Linked DNA regions of Triticum aestivum: region 1 is linked to region 2. A link is a contact called in public Hi-C data. All regions are on one chromosome and are shown on one strand. The core of a region is the stretch at or near the end of the contact, and the rest is flanking DNA. Distances in the headings are between cores, read along the strand shown. Region 1 holds the start of LOC123188184 (phenylalanine ammonia-lyase-like). Region 2 holds the start of LOC123188182 (pentatricopeptide repeat-containing protein At5g66520).

Evidence for each region. Hi-C and Micro-C count contacts between places; a contact is called where the count stands out from the background.
Region 1: a contact with region 2 is called in a Hi-C map of leaf, with 2.6 times the contacts expected there. The contact joins the promoter of LOC123188184 here to the promoter of LOC123188182 in region 2. A contact is called at or near these places in 2 of 5 Hi-C or Micro-C datasets (both in leaf).

What each region holds. Positions count from the first base shown.
Region 1 is chr2A:171,162,662-171,166,814 of IWGSC CS RefSeq v2.1, forward strand. It overlaps LOC123188184 (phenylalanine ammonia-lyase-like), which reads left to right and starts at 2,745. Exons shown (of 1, transcript XM_044600222.1): 1 at 2,745-4,153. The coding sequence starts at 2,942.
Region 2 is chr2A:170,795,244-170,799,326 of IWGSC CS RefSeq v2.1, forward strand. It overlaps LOC123188182 (pentatricopeptide repeat-containing protein At5g66520), which reads right to left and starts at 2,201. Exons shown (of 2, transcript XM_044600220.1): 1 at 102-2,201. The coding sequence starts at 2,086. The coding sequence ends at 548. It overlaps LOC123188183 (protein BRICK1), which reads left to right and starts at 2,222. Exons shown (of 2, transcript XM_044600221.1): 1 at 2,222-2,436; 2 at 3,659-4,022. The coding sequence starts at 2,295. The coding sequence ends at 3,783.

The sequences.
Region 1 (4,153 bases), core at 1,495-3,994, 370 kb after region 2:
TTGAGGATTGATCTAATGCAATAAAACTGAGTAGTAAGAGGTATGACCAAAATGTTACTTGCCTTGCTGATGATCCGCGAAACCTAGAGATTCAAAGTAGCAAGCGGCGCACTCCGGATACTCTATCGCAAACAAACAAGCATACAATAAGTACTCATCTAATGCATAGGTAAAACTCAAATAAGAGATCTAACCAGAAAGTTCAACTTAAGAACTCCGGTTTGCAAAAAGAATCAAATCGAACGAAGCAACGAAAGTCAAACGACGAAATAAACAAACTTCGTTTACTAATCTGGATTTAGGTCAAATTTTACAGAAGCAAAATCTTGTTTGAGTTGGTTAAACGGAAAGAGGGTTTCGAGACGAAACTTGAGGCGCTTGAATCGCCTGATTCTGATAAACGAGCGAAAAGTTATACTAGAACGAAAATCGGATTAGAAATCGCGATCAGAAATAATCGCGGAAAATCCGAGAAAAAGAAAAATGACGAACAGATTAACGAACGAACGTTCGTTTTCTGGAACTAAACGGTGAATGCGTCCGTTAAAACGAACGAACGAGCGAACGCTCGCTAAATAAGCTAAACCGAAAAAAACGAACCAGATCTAATAAAAAAACCGAACGGAAAACCGGGCGGTTTTCTCGAGGAAACCGGCGGCGGCGGCGGTGGTCAACCTCGGCGGCGGCGGGACGGCTCCGGGGCGGCGGGGCGGCGTCGGCAGCGGCGGCGGCGACGGAGGGCTAGGGTTAGGGTTTAGGTGCGGCGCGGCTCGGTGGGCTGACGGGCTCGGGGCGGCGCCTTATAAAGGCCCGGCCGGACGGAGTCCTGGCCGAACACGGCCCAAAGTCGGTTCGCGTTTTTTTAATTACGCGCAGAAAAACAAATAAAAGAAATACTAAAGTGACTCCAAAAATCCCAAAATAAATTTTCCCCGACTTCTAAAATCAAGCCGGACAAGATGAACATTTATTTGGGGCCTAAATGCAATTTTGAAAAACGCGCATTTTTCCTAAATTTAAATAAAATAGCAATAACTCCAAAATAAAATCTTATTTGATTTTAATATTAAATCCTCAATATTTATTTATTTTGGGAAAGTCATTTTATTCCCTCTCTCATATTTTTATAATAGAAATAATTGAAGATAAAATAATTAAAATCAAATGATCGTATTTTCAAAATTTGAGAAAACTCAAATATGAAAATAACGAAATCCCCAACTCTCTCCGAGAGTCCTTGAGTTGCGTAGAATTTCTAGGATCAAACCAAAAGCAAATAAAATATGACATGCAGTGATCATCTAATATATAATATTCCAAATTGAAAATTTGAGATGTTACAACAGGGGAATCTCATTCTTTGATGAAGTGATGTTACTATGTCAATCTTTCCCCATATTGCCTTAGATATCATCATCATGGAATGTTGGACTGTTTGGATGCAAAGAAATCAAAACATTTTTAAAGACGAATTAACAGGAACTCTGTCTTGGTAGCATATACTCAAACAAGATCTTGTGTTGGTTAAGCACACGTCAAAGGCAAAGAATGAAGATTGTCTCAGTTGGTGGATTGGGTCACTGATTTGGTTAACTTTTGTTTCTAATTTATATTTCTCATGTTAGAGAAAGCTGGAGTGGATAGCTGTAGAATAATTTGTGCATGTATATTTGTTCATAACTTTATAATTTTATTCAAGAATATACCATAGAACTATTGTTCTACGGTTTCGGGTTCAAAAAATGAAACCGTTATTCCACAGCCATCCCCAAAAGAACTGACCCTAAAAAGAGCGAGTTGCGGAGATCCGACAAATCTCACCCGTTCAAACACATATATCCAATTGTCTATGTTGCTCTGATGTTTAGTGCTAAATATGTTTAGTGTGTAATATCATACCTAATATCAACTTTAGTGCTAACCACATAATTATATCCTACTACTTAATACTATCCACATGCAATCAATGTATTTCCTAATATTAACGTGCAATGCAATTAATATGTTTTATACTGGAGTAATATAATGTGATAATTACATTCTACTCTACCTAATATCATTGTGCAATCAATGTCTTTCCTAATATTGGTGTGCAATGAAATTAATATTGTCTAATATATTTTTTCGAAACTGAATATCGTTTCCAACATAAGTGTATTACATGTACACGATTACTAGTAAGGTTCATAGCGATCATGTGTAGCCTAGCCACCCAGACAAAGTACTTCTAATAGCGCAACCCACAAACATAGTACTGTACATACGCATACACGACGCTTAATTTTGAACGCCGAAGCAATGGTGGCACGCATAAGTCAGACCTCCGCTACACTAGCGTACGTACATGCATTTGTAAAGAAACAGTCTCACTCTCACCTAATCATACAAGAATTGGACTTGGACACATCCAATAACTGAAAAAAAGACCACATGAAACATGTGGTAAGCAATCCAAACAATTCAAAAAAAAAACTGAAAAAAAAAGACAAAACAGGGCCGCCTAATGGTTAACTAGCAACTGGAAAATGGCGTCGACTCGTGCGTTCTCCTTTATCCCATTGTCGCAGCAGCTGCCTTTCTTCGTCTTCTTCCTGGTCCACGCGCACGAGGCCACCAACCCCACCTTCGTGCTCACCCGCGGCCAAGTCCAGCGGTCAACACTACCATCCCGGCCACAGTCCACACCAATCCCCAGTTCCCCACCCACCCTGGTTGCTCTACCTATTTAATCCCTTCCCTCTCCTCCGTTTCCATCCAAGAAGAGCATCCCCGACCTCCCCTACTCCATCCAGCTCCTCTCTCTCACGGCCGCTCCAAAGAATCGCCACATAGAAAATCCAGCTGTTTCGGTAAAGATAACCAGCCTCTAATCTCTACTCGAGCTCTTTTCTCCCACAAATCTGCTCCATCGAGACTTCAAGATCCATTGTTGATCAAACCAATGGCGGCCAACGGCAACCACGGTTTGTGCGTGGCCGAGCCGCGGAGTGCTGACCCTCTCAACTGGGGGAAAGCCGCGGAGGCGCTGTCGGGGAGCCATCTGGACGCCGTGAAGCGGATGGTGGAGGAGTACCGCAGGCCGGTGGTGGTTATGGAGGGCGCAAGCTTGACCATCGCCCAGGTCGCGGCGGTGGCCGCCGCCGACGGGGCCAGGGTGGAGCTCGACGAGTCCGCCCGCGGCCGCGTCAAGGAGAGCAGCGACTGGGTCATGACCAGCATGGCCAACGGCACCGACAGCTACGGCGTCACCACCGGCTTCGGCGCCACCTCCCATCGGAGGACCAAGGAGGGCGGCGCTCTGCAGAGGGAGCTCATCCGGTTCCTTAACGCCGGTGCGTTCGGCACCGGCAGCGACGGCCACGTGCTGCCCGCGGCCACCACGCGCGCGGCGATGCTTGTCCGCGTCAACACACTGCTCCAAGGCTACTCCGGCATCCGCTTCGAGATCCTCGAGACCATCGCCACGCTGCTCAATGCAAACGTGACACCGTGCCTGCCGCTCCGGGGCACCATCACCGCTTCCGGCGATCTCGTCCCGCTCTCCTACATCGCGGGACTTGTCACCGGCCGCCCGAATGCCGTGGCCGTGGCTCCTGATGGCACCAAGGTTAATGCCGCCGAGGCATTTAAGATTGCGGGCATCCAGCACGGCTTCTTTGAGCTGCAACCCAAGGAAGGCCTTGCTATGGTTAATGGCACGGCGGTGGGCTCCGGGCTCGCGTCCATAGTTCTCTTTGAAGCGAATGTTCTTGGTGTGCTTGCCGAAGTTTTGTCGGCGGTGTTCTGCGAAGTGATGAACGGCAAGCCAGAGTACACTGACCACCTGACACACAAGTTGAAGCACCATCCTGGACAGATCGAGGCCGCGGCCATCATGGAGCACATCCTGGAGGGCAGCTCATACATGATGCTCGCGAAGAAGCTTGGTGAGCTCGACCCATTGATGAAGCCAAAGCAAGACAGATATGCTCTCCGCACATCGCCACAATGGCTTGGGCCACAAATTGAGGTCATCCGTGCAGCGACGAAGTCAATCGAGCGCGAGATCAACTCTGTCAATGACAACCCACTCATTGACGTATCTCGTGGAAAGGCAATCCACGGTGGAAACTTCCAGGGCACGCCCATTGGTGTGTCCATGGACAACACGAGG
Region 2 (4,083 bases), core at 951-3,450:
CTGATTATGGTAACTGACAAACTGGCACATTAAGCCAGTGAGATGGAAGCATTCGGCCACAACACTTCACCGGAATTGCAGAAAAACAAACATATGAAAACCTGTTAGTCGATGCTACGGGGATCAATCTGCCTTGTGTCTTCCAGCTCATTAGTCTCTTTATCAACTTCTTAAATGCCTGAAGGAAACCGTGGAGATAAATCGCATTTCGTAATCATTCCATACATCTCTGTAAGGATTCCCCTTCAGAGGTCTCGGCGGTAGTACTGAAGAAAGGCTTCAGCTGGCCTGGCCTGTTGGCTCGCCAGCGGTGAAGCTCCACGAAGGTAGCCGATGAGAGCATGTCAAGCTGCGGAAGTTGCTGACCAACTCGGCGTCTTGGCCGGCAGGTAGGAGAAATCTCCATGAGCATGTCATCTGAGCAATGGATCTGCGCCCCTTTCGGCTGAACAATGTTTGCCATGTGTATTTGTGGTACGAGCCGTGGTGTTCCAACTTATAAGAGGCAAGACACGGCTGCGACCTGAGACGGAAACGGGCTCTAAACCTACGCCAAGTTGGATAGCTCCTCGAGGTGACGGTAGTCATGGCCAAGCAGCCTGAGCTGCTGATCGAGCCCTCTGACGACGGTGTTGATGCACGGATCAAGGAAGCGGTCGCCAGCAACAAACTCGCAAGCGACGCCATCGACCTCGACCATGCTGCAGCCGGGCACTTTGGCCACCTTCTTCTCCTCCATCACCGACCGGATCCTTACCACGTCCTCCCACTTGCTGGAGCAGGCGTACATGTTGGACAGCTGCACGTGCACGCCGCTGTGGTCGAGCCCAAGTTCCGCTAGCCACTCCACAACCTGCTTTCCGAGCTTCACGCCGTCACCACCGTGCACCCGGCATGCATTGAGCAGCGCACCTAGCACGTATGAGTCGGGCCGCATCGGCATTGCCCGCACCACAGCCGCGGCCTCCGCAAGCATCCCGGCACGGCCGAGCACGTCGACCAGGCTCCCATAGTGCTCCACGCCGGGCTCGATGCCGTGGACGGCAGACATGCTCTGGAAGATCTCCCTAGCGACGCTGACAAGCCCGCCGCCGGCACGGGCACAAGTGCAGAGGACGCAGATGAAGGTGACCTCGTTGGGGCGCACCCCCTGGTCCTGCATCTGGCCGAACAGCTCAACGGCCTCCTGGCAGTGACCGTGGTCCGAGAGCCCCGAGATCATGGCCGTGTAAGCAAACACGTCGCGCTCGGGCTCCGGCATGGCTGCGAACACCTGCCTTGCCGAGTCTAGGTTCCCGCACTTAGCATACATGTCCACCAGCGCAGTAGCCACCCCCGCATCCATCCTACCGGTGGTAGCGGTGATGAGAGCGTGCACCCACCGGCCCTGCTCCAGCGCCCCGAGCCCACCGCATGCAGCCAGTGCGCCAACGATAGCCGCCCTGTTGGGCCGGATACGAGCACTGAGCATCATGTCGAACACCTCGAGCGCATCCACGAAGCCGCCTGCCCCGACGTGGGCGCTGAGCATGGCGCTCCAGGCGATGGGCGTCTTGTGCGGCATTCCATCGAACAGGGAGCGTGCGTCGTCCATGTGCCCGGCCCTGGCGTAGGCCGTGAGAAGCGAGGTCCAGGAGCAGACGTCGTCCGTACGGGCGAGGACGGCAGTGTCGAAGACGCGGCGCGCGGCGTCTAGGAAGCCGCGGGAGGCGTAGGCGTGGATGAAGCCGTTGGAGACGTAAGCGTGCGCGTCCCAGCCGAGCGTCACGGCGAGCGCGTGCAACGCGCAGATGAGCTGCGTGTGGGCCGAGGAGGTGAACGACGGCGAGGGAATGGGGATGGCTGTGGCGATAGAGGCGGTGAGGAGGAAGGAGAAGGTGTAGTTGTTGGGGAGGAATGCGGGGAGGATGCGGCGGAGGCGGGGGAAGAGGGCGAGGGCGCGGAGAGGGGCGTCCGGGAGGAGGCCGCGGAGGAGGATGTTTGGGAGGTAGCGGTCGCCGAGGAGGGAGGAGGTGAGGAGGTGGCCGTGGAGCTGCCGGAGCTGCGCCGCCGTGAGCGACGGGTGGGACAGCAGCCGCAGCGCCATGGCTGCGACCGAATGATACGTGGGCCTGGGCCCTTATAGGAGAGGATGTGGAAGTAGATTGCCGGCCGGCCCACGGACCCAGCCCAACCGAAGCGTAGAGTGGAAGGTAAGTAACCATGGACAGAAGCGACTTCTTCTCCATTAGTGGGTGGGGAGGGGAGCCAATTGCCGAGCGTCCTGCGAGCGGGAGGAAGACGAAGGAGAAGCAATGGCTCGCGCGGGGCAAGGGGGCGGGATGGGGAGCGCGGTGAACGTGGGGATCGCGGTGCAGGCAGACTGGGAGAACCGCGAGTTCATCTCCAACATCTCCCTCAACGTCCGCCGCCTCTTCGACTTCCTCCTCCGATTCGGTGCGCCCCCCAGATCCCCATTTCCCTCCCTGCATCTCCTTCCTCCTCCCCCACCCGTCTGCTCGCTTGCTTGCCTCATTCGATTGGATTGGATCGAATCTTAGCCCCTACCGCTTCCACCCGCCTCTAGGTGTGATTTATTCCACGCATGGGTGAATTAGAATCTTGCTACCTACCTGCTCGCGCCCAGGACAAGATCTTCCTCATGGATGATATGCCCTGCTGCATCCGCCTCCATGACTGCACAGGCCCGTATTTGCCATAGCCGACTTCCTCACGCATGTTGCCGATGAGGTTGGTTCAGTCAGCCTTGAATTGCCCGTTACTGCAACGGTGCTTTGCCCCTTCTAACTAATAATCACCAGAAATGCTAGTTTCTGTGACTTTACTGCTGACCATGTAGAAATTCTCTTGACTAAAAAGAAAAATACTACAGTGGAACCATTGCTAGAAATAGGGAATGCCATCAACAAAGTTCTGCTGTAGTATGTGCTACATCCTTTATCTCTTCTTGGCACACGCGTCGATAATGTATTTTTAGGGATGTGTTTGCAGCAAACCTGGGAGATGCCGGACGGTTGTGCTTCCAGTCTCAAGAAAAAAAATGCATTATGTGATTTTGCTGTTGACCAAGTAGCAACTCTCTTGCCTCACAAAATAGACAATGGAACCATCGCCGGAAACAGCGAACAGCATCAACACAGAGGTGTAACTAGTTCGCCCCTTAGCTGTGGGTAATGGGAAACCGATTTCAACTAGTTCTGCACAGTTATATCATGTAACTAGAATGTGACTGGTTTTGCGTGGTATGCTATTACTGCCCCGGAATGTTGATTGGGCTCTCAAACTTGTGGGAAGAACAGAGTTAGTAGTAGGTTGGATACGTTTGAACTGTGATAGCAAATCAACAACCATGCGTGTCTGTTTATTTGTTGCTTTCTTATTCATCCTCGGCATTGTTTTTTGGCGGTTAAAGCAGGAGTGTGCCAATTTCGTTAAGATATAGAAAAAGAAAACACATAGTGACCCGGTTTATAAGGGAAACTGGGCTGAAACCCCCAATGCCTGACTCTGAGCGAAAACCAATAAACAAAAGGAAAACCTAGAAAACAGAAAAAAAAACACTCAAGTTTGGGGATGTGGACTACAAGTACGCAAAAGCAAAAGGAAGGCACGGGCAGATAATTCAGGACCTTGCTAATCTGATGCGTTCATTTTGCAGAGGCCACGACGAAGAGCAAGCTGGCCTCACTGAACGAGAAACTAGACAGCCTGGAGCGGAAGCTGGAGGTGCTGGAGGTCCAAGTGAGCAGCGCCACCACCAACCCCTCCGTTTTCAACAACTAGCTAGGCCTAATTATCTAGAAAAAGTGCTAGCACGCGGAGTTGCAGCTGCAGAGCTTACTGACGTTTCAGAGGAGCATTCTGGCTTTGTGTTTGTGTTTCCTGTGTGTGTGCAGTCAATCAGTCTATGTGTATGTATGTTTGTACGTGTCATGTACTACAATTAATTGATTGAGATGTTGATTACATATCTTTCTATATGTTTTATTACGCACAGTTAATAAAAGAAGTCCCCCTGATTACCAACGCTTGCTGGTGACATGTAACATCCCAATTTTCAAATTTTGGATGTTAACATGCCAT